Regions from separate parts of the Anas platyrhynchos genome. Here region 2 is linked to region 1. A link is a contact called in public Hi-C data. All regions are on one chromosome and are shown on one strand. Each heading gives the region's core, a stretch centred on a gene start, on an enhancer-like site or on the middle of the called end of the contact. The rest is flanking DNA. Distances are from core to core; before and after follow the strand shown. Region 1 has its middle 23 kb from the start of DDHD1. Region 2 holds the start of BMP4 (bone morphogenetic protein 4).

Region 1 (4,898 bases), core at 680-3,179:
CAAGCACAAATGATGTGTGCTGGCTTCAGGGATTGCTCTTGTAAGACCTGCCCCTCGTTTCTAAAGGGGTGGCAGCATGGTCTCAACCTCTACCTGCCTTTGTCCAGTGTTTCTTAAGGACCTTTGTGCCTCTTCCACCCTCAGAAAGTGGCACAGAGTAGAGAGTTCTCCATAAATAACCAAAAAACCACACTCTCTTGCTTTTTATCAAGCCACCTGGCCCATGAGAGAGGTGGAACTATGGGGTCTGCTGGGTTGCAGCCCCTTGGGGATCCCCAGCACCTTTGCGGTCACTGATTTTTCCACCACATCTGCAAAGTGTAAACCCTAGCAGCAAACTGATTCAAGGAGGGGTTCACACTGCTGCTTCGAGCCTTGTGTCAGCGTTACCAGCCCCTGTGACATTGAACTGGGAGGAGAGGACACCAGCTCTGAGCTGGTGTGGGTGGCAGCTTGCGGTGGCAGGCAGATGCACCCGGCTGCCGAACCACCTGGAGCTTTCAGCAGCTGCCGAATAAGCGGGGACCCTTGGAAAGTTTGTCAATATTTATCCTCGCTGCATATAGCAGACGAGTGTCAGCAAATTACAGGCTGTGCCACCACAGACAGGCAGGCTCTGGTTGCGCGGAGCCGGGCTTGCCAAGTGTCCTTATTGATGTTGCCTTCATCAGCTGCGCTCGCGAGTAAATCAGCTGCTTCAGCTCGACATTCCCCTCCGTGGAGGGGCTGGGAATTATCTCAAATCACTGCAGAAATTCTCGTGCAATCCAGAATGGCGTGGCAACACCAAGGTCACCAGAGGAGCATGTAAGTGGTCTGCAGTGGTCTGAAAAAGTCACTGGACCTCTGGAGAAAAGCAGCCTGTCCTTGGGCACGAGGCCATTTCTTTGAATTGGTCAAATTCTCTTCCATGATGTGAGGCTGAGCATTTTTGCCCCCACCTGCCCTTCCTGCTCTCTCCTCCGTAAAAGTGGGCAGGCTGTGCAAAAGTGGACAGGCTCCCACTTTCCCTATAACCAACTCTGGCTGCCCCAGAAGCTTTCCCAGCTCCTGCCCTCCCCACACACGTGGGGAACATGTTCTGCTGCTGCTGCTGGGACAGAAGGCTGGCTCCTTTCTCTTGCCATCCCATGGACACAAACCCGAGTCCACTCCACGGCCTCACTGCCCCCGAGTCAGTGCTTTCAAGTGATAACGAGCTAAAGGGAAGATCTCCCCTCCCTTCTTTTCCATCCTCCCGTTGAGCAGACACAACATTTCTCTTCGTTTGCCACAGAACAGCACAGGTCCCAGTTCCCATATTGTGAAGCCCTCTGCCATAAATCAGGCTGATAGGTTTATTCTCTACGTAATGGGAAATTATGACAAATGCAGCTGTATAATCTAGTTAGTAACTCACCATAATGACTACTTCTAGGGTGATTTATGGGTTTTGTCATATGTAAGCTTTCAGAACATTAGAGATTACATTTTTCACACTTTTTGTTGGAATCTCAGTTTATTAGACTTTACTGCAGCATTAATCACTTGCAGTACAACCCCAGACTTCACAAACGCATCGGATCAGCATGAAAAAGGCAGAGAAAACAAGGGCTGTTGTGAATTAATGAGCCGGGTAGCATGTCTCATAACCAGCAGTGAAACAACCTGTGTTCTTCTTCAAGCCGCCGCAGAAAACCCCGAAGTCCGCGAGTCTTGGACGTGATGCGAGCAGGGCAACGAAGTGAAACACCACAGCCAGGCTCGAAACCCCAAGGATCTGCGGGGCTGAGTCTATCCTAATTAATGGTGAAATGATGTGTGAATCTGTCCTAAGTGTTCAAATAAAGAAGATTGATTCCCAGTTATAATACGGCTTATAAGTAAAACACGAGGATTATATAGGGGAGATGTATGTGTCGTGAAACAACCGATAAATCAGGCAGACAGTTCCAAGGTCTACTGTGAAGGTCTGGGAAACTTTCAAAGTTGCCATTTATGGAGTTTGGTGTGGGATAAACTGGACTAAAAGGCCATCGTTACCCGAACGGCTTTGGTTTATGGTGTTTTTTTGCAAGAGGCCCGTTCAGATAACGCTTTATAATACTCCGGGAAACGTGGTGAAAAAGTCCCTACAATCCATCAGGAGCAAGCAGAGGGGAGGCTGGGGGTGATGAGGCGTGTAGGGACGTAGGGCCCCGTTACAGTGCACAGGGGCAGGCCTGTTTTGGGGTAAATCAGCATAGTTTAGGGAGTTGCAGCTCAAACCTTTGCTTGCAGAAGACTTGAGGCATGCTGAAGGTCCTCAGCACCCATCTGATTCGGGATGTGGGTGGGTAAGGTGATCTGCAGGAGGTGAGGAGTATCTCTGCTCACGGAGCCCCTGGAGAGCTGCAGACACCGATAACTGATAACGGCACGGGCCAGGGAGGTGACCTGGGGCTGGGGAACCTGGTGTCCCCTTTCTGCTGCTGCTTTCTGCTAAAGATAACAGCCTGTTACCAGGTGATAAGCAGCTGGTGAGATTCAGTGCTGCATGTCCCTGTCTTTGTCTGCACCTCTTCTGTGCCGGGCAGGATGGGACCCAGGGTGGAAGGATGTGGGGTCTAAGAGATGAGGTGGGCAGCCAGACAGAGCAGCTGAGGTGTCCCAAACCCTCACAAGCCCAAAATATAGCCCTGCCCCGCTAGTGCCAGGAGGGGAGACTGAGCCACACCACAGCGTGCTGGGATGGATGGGTGGGTGGGTGGGTGGATGGATGGATGGATGGATGGATGGATGGATGGATGGATGGATGGATGGATGGAGGGATGGATGGAGGGATGGATGGAGGGATGGAGGGATGGATGCCACGGTGCTCAGGGCAGTTATCTTCAAAGAGAGGTCATGATCCCATGTGTCTTGTGGTGTCAAGTTTTTGCTGGGAGAAGAGAAGGTGTAAAAGGAAACTGCTGAGGCTGGTAGATGGCCATAACCCCCTCCCCACGGGTGCTTGCTTGGCCATCCGAATTCATGGCATTTATCGGGCTGCGCGTGGACAGCTGTCTGTGGAAATGCTGACGTGTGAAAAGCCATCAGTGGGTGGGCAACGCTGCCTCGTACCACCAGCAGCTGGGCTGAGCCTTCTTCAAAACTTAATACGAGTCTTTGCTGTCAGGAGCAACAGACTCCATCCCTCATTAAACCAGAGCCTTTTTTTTTTTTTTTTTTTTTGAGGAACACAAAGAGCCACTCTTGTTTATTTCATTCGCATTTCAATTTGCCTTGTTTGGGTAGTTCAGGACACCCGTTGCATGAGAAGCATGAAACATCGCATATTGCCAGAGTGTGGCATCTGTAACTAGACGGAAACGCTGGTAAATATCCTTCGGGAGGCTCAGGGACGTGGCAGCCAGAGGCTGACATCCTCCAGTGACGTCTGGTGGCAGACAGGAGGCCAGCTCTGCACAGCCACAGCAGATCTTCCCTGGCAGGTAAAAGCAATTTAGCTCATATATGTGGATTGTATCTAAAAGACACAAATTAGCAAAAATTCGCACTTGTTTTTCCACCTTTGGCTTGACGCAGGCTGGAAATTATTTTTTTTATTTTTTTTATTTTTATTTTTTTGTGATTCTGATGTACCCGTTCCAGGCTGCAGGCAGTGATGCTGATCCTGTATGGATATGTCAGCAGAGTCCCCATGGGAACCTGGAAGAGCATCCCCATGATTATAGGGCTGCAGGTGCTCACTCCAGCATCACCTTGAGCCCAAGGGACCAGACTGATTTGCACCCAAATCTCCATGTCCCGGGCTGTGATACGCAGTTTGGGAGCACGGGGCCGGGCTGGGGGTGCACCCCACAACCCCCAGCAGTGGGGTGGATGTGGGGTGGATGGGTTAGAGGTGCCTGCCTGGCCTCAGCCTGTGTCCCTACACCCATCTGGGGCTTGGGAAGCTCCTGCTCTGCAGGACCATGAGCAACTCTCATCCTCCACCGAGTTCAGCGTAGGTGGTGGCACGATGCTGTTAGAAATGGTTTCTCCCCATGCCCACATCTCCACGAGCTCCCAGCCTTGGGTGCTGGGTTGTCTTCTGGGGGCAGAACACAAAAAATGGAGAAACTGGGGAAAAGCCAGTGAAAAAAAACTGCGTTTCTGCTCACATCGCCGGATCTGCTCCGAGGTCAGGGAACTGCCAGCAAAAAAGAGCCCAGATGTTTCTCGGTCTGCACAGGCAGGCTGGCCAAATGCAGGTTAGCAATACCAAACTGCACGTTTGTGACGGGGAGGATGCCCTCGTTGCAAAGCCCCTGGCATAAAATACACGCTGTGAAACGGGAGGTCGGGGCGCCGAAGTGATTTAAGAGCCTCTGCCCCGACTCGAGCATTTTACAGGGGTCTTTGCATTTGCTGGGTTTCTGGGTTCTAATATCAATGAGAGAATTAAATCATTATATTAAAACATCAAAACACTAATGCTTTGTTTTCATTGGCACGAAGCAAAATGATCTAACTCAAAAGCCATGAAATATCAGCCTTTTTTTTTTTTTTTTTCGCCGATGAATAATAATAAGATCTCCGGCTGCTCGTGATTGTAAATTTAATAATGTCAGTGATTTGAAAGGTTTGAATCCTAAACGTGAAGAAATGTGTTTTACCCCTTCCATCCACTGCCTCTCTCCCCCCTCCCCTCCCCTCCTGTCAGGACGTTTTGGGGCAAATAAGCCAAAATGCATCGATCAGAGCCCGTCGGTCTCGCGTACCAGGTGAGTGCCAAACTCTGCTTACCCAGCGCAAGCCTCCATCTCCCAGGTGGTCTGCATTTGCTTATAGCTGGGTCCTGTAAGCAGATTTAATATTTCATAAGCACTGCTCCATCTCATGCCTATATTATTGACACCACATGGAAGTCAGGAAATTGGTTCTTTCTGGGAACA
Region 2 (4,898 bases), core at 1,178-3,677, 180 kb after region 1:
CACAAAATGCGTTTACCTTTAAAATAATGACTCATTTTATTTTTTTCTTTTAATATGTAGTTATAAATATATTTTGTCAAAATATATGATCATTATTGTCAAAAACATTTGCACATAAAGTCATAAATAAGGTCAAGGTGAACGTTTAGTTTAGAGAAAAAAAAAAAGAGTCCAGCTATAGCAAGCAGTTCTGGGGTGGGACGGGAGGGAGAGAGAAGGGGAGGAGAGGGCGGCGGGGAAGGGGAGGGGGGTCAGCGGCACCCGCACCCCTCCACCACCATCTCCTGGTAGTTTTTCAGGACCACCTTGTCATACTCATCCAGGTAGAGCATGGAGATGGCGCTCAGCTCCGTGGGCACGCAGCAGGCCTTGGGGATGCTGGAGTTGACGGAGTTGACCAGCGTCTGCACAATGGCGTGGTTGGTGGAGTTGAGGTGGTCGGCCAGAGGGAAGGGGCAGTCCCCGTGGCAGTAAAACGCCTGGTAGCCCGGGGGAGCCACGATCCAGTCGTTCCAGCCCACGTCGCTGAAATCCACATAGAGGGCATGGCGGCGGCAGTTTTTTTTGTTCTTGCGGGAACGCTGGTGCTTGGGGCTCCGGCGGGCTCTGCGGGTCAGCGCGTGGCCTCGCCCGTCGTGCCCAAAAGTGACCAGGAGCGGCCTGAGCTGAGCCCAGTCCCCGCGCCCTTGAGGTAAAGATCGGCTAATCCTGACGTGTTTGCCCTGATGAGTCTGTGCGTGGTGGAGGTGGGTCACCTCGATCACCAGCCCGTGGTTCGGCTGCTTGTCCTTGGTCCACCGGATCACGGCCGGGCTCACATCAAAGGTCTCCCAGCGCGTCACGTTGTGGTGCACCAGCCGCGTGTCCAACAGGCGCGTAATGGCCTGGGCGCGCTCCGACAGCGGCTTCATCACTTCGTAAATGTTTATCCGGTGGAAGCCCCTCTCCCACGCCGCGCTCGGCTCCTCCACCTGCTCCCGGTACAGCCGCAGCTCCGCCGAGGAGATCACCTCGTTTTCCGGCACGCTGCTGAGGTTGAAGACGAAACGGATCCAGGGAGCCTCGCTGGGGCCCGGGACGGTCTCCAGGTGCTCTGGAGGGGAGCGGGGCAGGGGGAAAGCGGTACAAAAAAAGAAAAAAAACAAGAGTATGTCAGCCTCAGGGCACCCAGCCACAGCTCCCCAGCGCGGCCACGGCTCGAATCCGTGCTTCACCTGCCCGGCACCGCTCCGCTCCCCCGCGCATCCCTCCCGGCGGTGCTGGCACCGCTCGCTCACCCTCCGCACGCCTGTGCCCAGACAGGGTCTGTCCTCCCCGCCTCTCCCTTTCATATTCAGGGAGGTTTTTCCCCTTTTGCTCCCCCCCTAACCCAGGGCTCCATCTCCAAAATCATCTCCTCGGAGCGGTGCTGTGCCAGGGAGCACAGAGGTGCCTTGTTACGGGGCGCAGGGGGCAGGGGGAGAAGGAGAAGCAAATTCCAGCGCCGTAATGATGCGGCTGGATTAATAATTCAGATTTACTTTGGAAAAGAAACATCCGCTAGGAAACATTTGGATCAGATTACAAGGGCCTATTGAATAAACCTTATAAACACACAGCTGTAAGTATTAAATTCGAGTAGGGGTTTTTGGGATTTTTTTTTTTTTTTTCTTAAGAGCAAAACCAGGCAGCGATCGCTTTGATAGTTCAAAAGAAACACACCAGGGGCGAGAGCCCGCCCTCGCTTTACTCCCGCATCCGATCCAGAGCCATTAAATCCACGCAAGCCCGGGGAGCGACCCCGAGACAGAGGGACCGAAGGAAACTCGCTCTTGTCAGCAGAGGCACGGGCACCTCAAAATATCCCCAAAACTCGGGTTAAGCACAGGATGCTGGAAAAAAAATACGGGGCAGCGTGCCTGTCAGCCACACGCCCGGCAGGCTTGGGGGGGAGTTTTTCCTCCCGTAAGTTTAGAGCCGGGCACGTCCTGCTTCTAAACACGTTCGTGAGCTTCCAAACACATGGAAATCCCAATCGCTACCGGGGCTGGGAATCTACCTCCTCCCATCACTGACCTTCATGGTGGAAACTCCTCACGGTGTTTGCCCGGCTGGTCGATCTCTCGGGGTACTGCAGGCTAATTTCCTGGAGGCTTTCCTCCTCTTCCCCGGACTGGAGCCGGTAGAGATCCAGCATGTAAGAAGGGATGACGGCTGACTTGCTGGGCTGAGGCCGCCTTCGCAGCCCAAACATCTGCAGCAGAGTTGTTTCGAAACCCCGCAAGAGTTCATGGCTTTGGGCAGAGCGGCGTCCGGATCCGGCTTGTTGTCCCTGAAGCTCGGCGACTTTCTTCCTGCCGGTCTCGGGTATCAGGCTAGCATGGTTGGTACCTCCTAGCAGGACTTGGCATAGTAGGATGACCATCAGCATTCGGTTACCAGGAATCATGGTGTCTCTGGGGTGGGAAACACGCAACAACAAACAACAAGGAAAGTCAGGGTGAGAAGCGAGCCCCCCCACCCGAAGAAGACGAAGGAGAAGAAGAAGAAGGAGAAAACTTAAAAAAAAAAAAAAAAAGAAGAAAAAAAAAAAAAAAAAAAGGGTAAAAGGGAAAGGGAAGGGGAAGAAGCCCCCGGCGGGTTGGGGGCTCCGGGGCGCATCGCGGGGCTGCGGCGCCCGGCCGCGGGTTCGAGTCCCGCCGCCGGCGGCTGGAAGAAAAAAGTTGAACTCAAATAATTAAAAAAAAAATGAAAATCAAAATTAAAGCCACGGCGAGGAAGAAGAGGGCTGTACTCACTGACAGCAAGCAAGGCATATCAGCACAGTCCATGATTCTGGAGAGCCAGAGCCGGCCCCAGCGCGCCGAAAGCCCCCGGGGCAGCGGCTGCCGAGCGCCTCCCGCGATCGCCGCCCGGGCGCTGTGCGGCCGCCGCCGCCGCCGGCCCCGGTTTTTCTCCCGGCCCCTCCGTCACGTGGAGCCTCGCACACCCCCCCTTTAGCCCGGCCCGGCACGGCCCGGCCCGGCCCGGCCCTGCCCCGCCGCCCCCCGGCCCGCCCCCGGCTCGCCCGGCCCCGCGGGGGGACGGCCCCGGCCCGGCCCCGCCGCCAGGCTGCGGCTGAAGGAGGGGGGGGGGGGGGGCTGGATTTTGGGGAGGGTGTGAGGGGTAATGGGGGGGACAGCGCTGAGCACACAACCCCCAGGGAAAGCCAAGGGGTGAGGGGTGAGGGTTTGGGAGTTTGGGCTCTGGATGTGGCTCTGCTTTCGTGTGAGGGGAGCGTGGAGCTGCTTGGAGATGTAGGGAGAGCCCCCCTGTCCCCCCTGCTCGCACCCTTTGGGCACAGCGAGGTGCCCCTAGGGATATGAAGGGGCCACAAATGATCCCTGTCTTCACTCCCCACCTGCCCTGTGGGTTTTCTCTCCCTTCTCTTCCCCCTGTGACAGCCAGGCAGGTTCCCTGACCCCACAAGGACACCTTCACGAGCCACCCCGGGGCTGCACGTGGCCACCACGGAGGGCTACCAACAGGCTCACCTGGAGGAAGGATGCTCCTGCCGCACAGCTCAATGCCTGCATTGCCAAAGATCACTTCGCAGGGCCAGATTTTGGGTTAGGAGTGTAAGCCGGGCATCCCAGGGCTCAAGGTTGTTCCCTGGTGGGGTCTGGGTCCGTCACACATCAGCTGGGCATGCTGTGAGCAAGGTGTGGAGATGGCAGCTCCTGGGAGAGGATGGGAAGCCACAAAGTGACAAGAGGCAGAGTGAAACAACCCTGTGATAAAAAAAGAGAGCTCCACCAAGGCGTTAAAACACCATCCCTTTGCCTTGCTGAGGTGCCCCTCTGGGTTGGACAAGGCATCGTCCGCAGAGGGACCGGTTTGTAAAACTCTAAGACCAAAAGACACGGTCAGAGGGTTGGCCGTGGGGACTCCCCAGCTGGCAGATGAACCACAACCAAGAGCCGGCTGAGAAATGATGAGTGGAAAGCAGCAGAGTCCCACAAACCACCAGGCCGCCGTGCCCAAGCAGAGAGCGAGAGCGGGGCAGCGCTCGTCAGCTTCCTCACAGCCCCGAGGCACTGCCCCGGAGCTCACACAGCCAGCAGATAGGACTTCCTTTCATATTTCACTTCTTTTTTTTAAAGCTCAGACCTGACCCGTGCATTACAAAAGCCCGGGGATGTCACTGAGAGGACACACGCAGATAAAAGGCAGTGCTGACACTGTAATATCTCTGAGTTATTCCTATACCACTCCGAGTTTAAAAGAAACATCTGTTAGCAAGGTATTTGGACTATGAATCCATCAAAATTTGTGAAATATTGCTATCACCATTTCAAATGTATCACACTGTGTGTTATTCTTAACAAGGGAAAACAATTTTTGGAGTAGCTGCTGTGCAACTTTTTAAAGTCGAATAACATTTTCATTGAAAATATTCCAGTCTAAAAGCAAAGTTTACACAAGGGCCTGCACAACGCTGCTCTGAAAACAGACCTCTGGATAGGGAAAAGCAACTCGCTGCCTCTTTGTGGGAGCAGCAGCGAGATGTGACTCTCCTCGCCTGAAGACCTCAGTCAGATTCGGGTAGGATCAGACAGCGGCTGCGCTGGAAACGTTTTGTTGCTGAGGGATTCAGTCCCACAGCATCCAGTGCCTCCTCTAGGAAGCCGTCCCGTTCAAGCGAGATCCAAAAAGTTACTTATGTAATGCTGGTTAACCATGCCTCTGTGCAAGGAGGTGGCCAGCTGGGGACAGAAAGCCAGCGGAGAGCGATGTGGTTTAGGCTCTTGTAGGAGGCAATGGTGTATTTGAGTAGCTTATTGGTTACTAAGAAGTGTTAGTCATGGGGAAAGCTGTAGTATTTATTCCGTAAAATGTAAATACATAACCCAAACCACAACGGAATAACCATGGATGGA

The links. A called contact is a pair of places that touch in the nucleus more often than the background predicts.
Region 2: a Hi-C map of F5 follicle shows a contact between it and region 1, with 2.4 times the contacts expected there. The contact joins the promoter of BMP4 here to the enhancer-like site in region 1. A contact is called at or near these places in 4 of 8 Hi-C or Micro-C datasets (F1 follicle, F5 follicle, liver and 1 more).

What each region holds. Positions count from the first base shown.
Region 1 is chr5:3,668,717-3,673,614 of IASCAAS_PekinDuck_T2T, forward strand. No RefSeq gene overlaps it. Among named protein-coding and RNA genes, the nearest start is that of DDHD1, 23 kb to the left of the region's middle. Within about 2 kb of position 1,930, at least 2 of the 8 cell types and tissues checked have an H3K27ac peak or open chromatin away from gene starts, as enhancers often do. A contact at or near this core is called in F5 follicle, where this site is marked.
Region 2 is chr5:3,848,088-3,852,985 of IASCAAS_PekinDuck_T2T, forward strand. It overlaps BMP4 (bone morphogenetic protein 4), which reads right to left and starts at 2,428. Exons shown (of 2, transcript NM_001310789.1): 1 at 2,056-2,428; 2 at 252-1,093. The coding sequence starts at 2,428. The coding sequence ends at 252.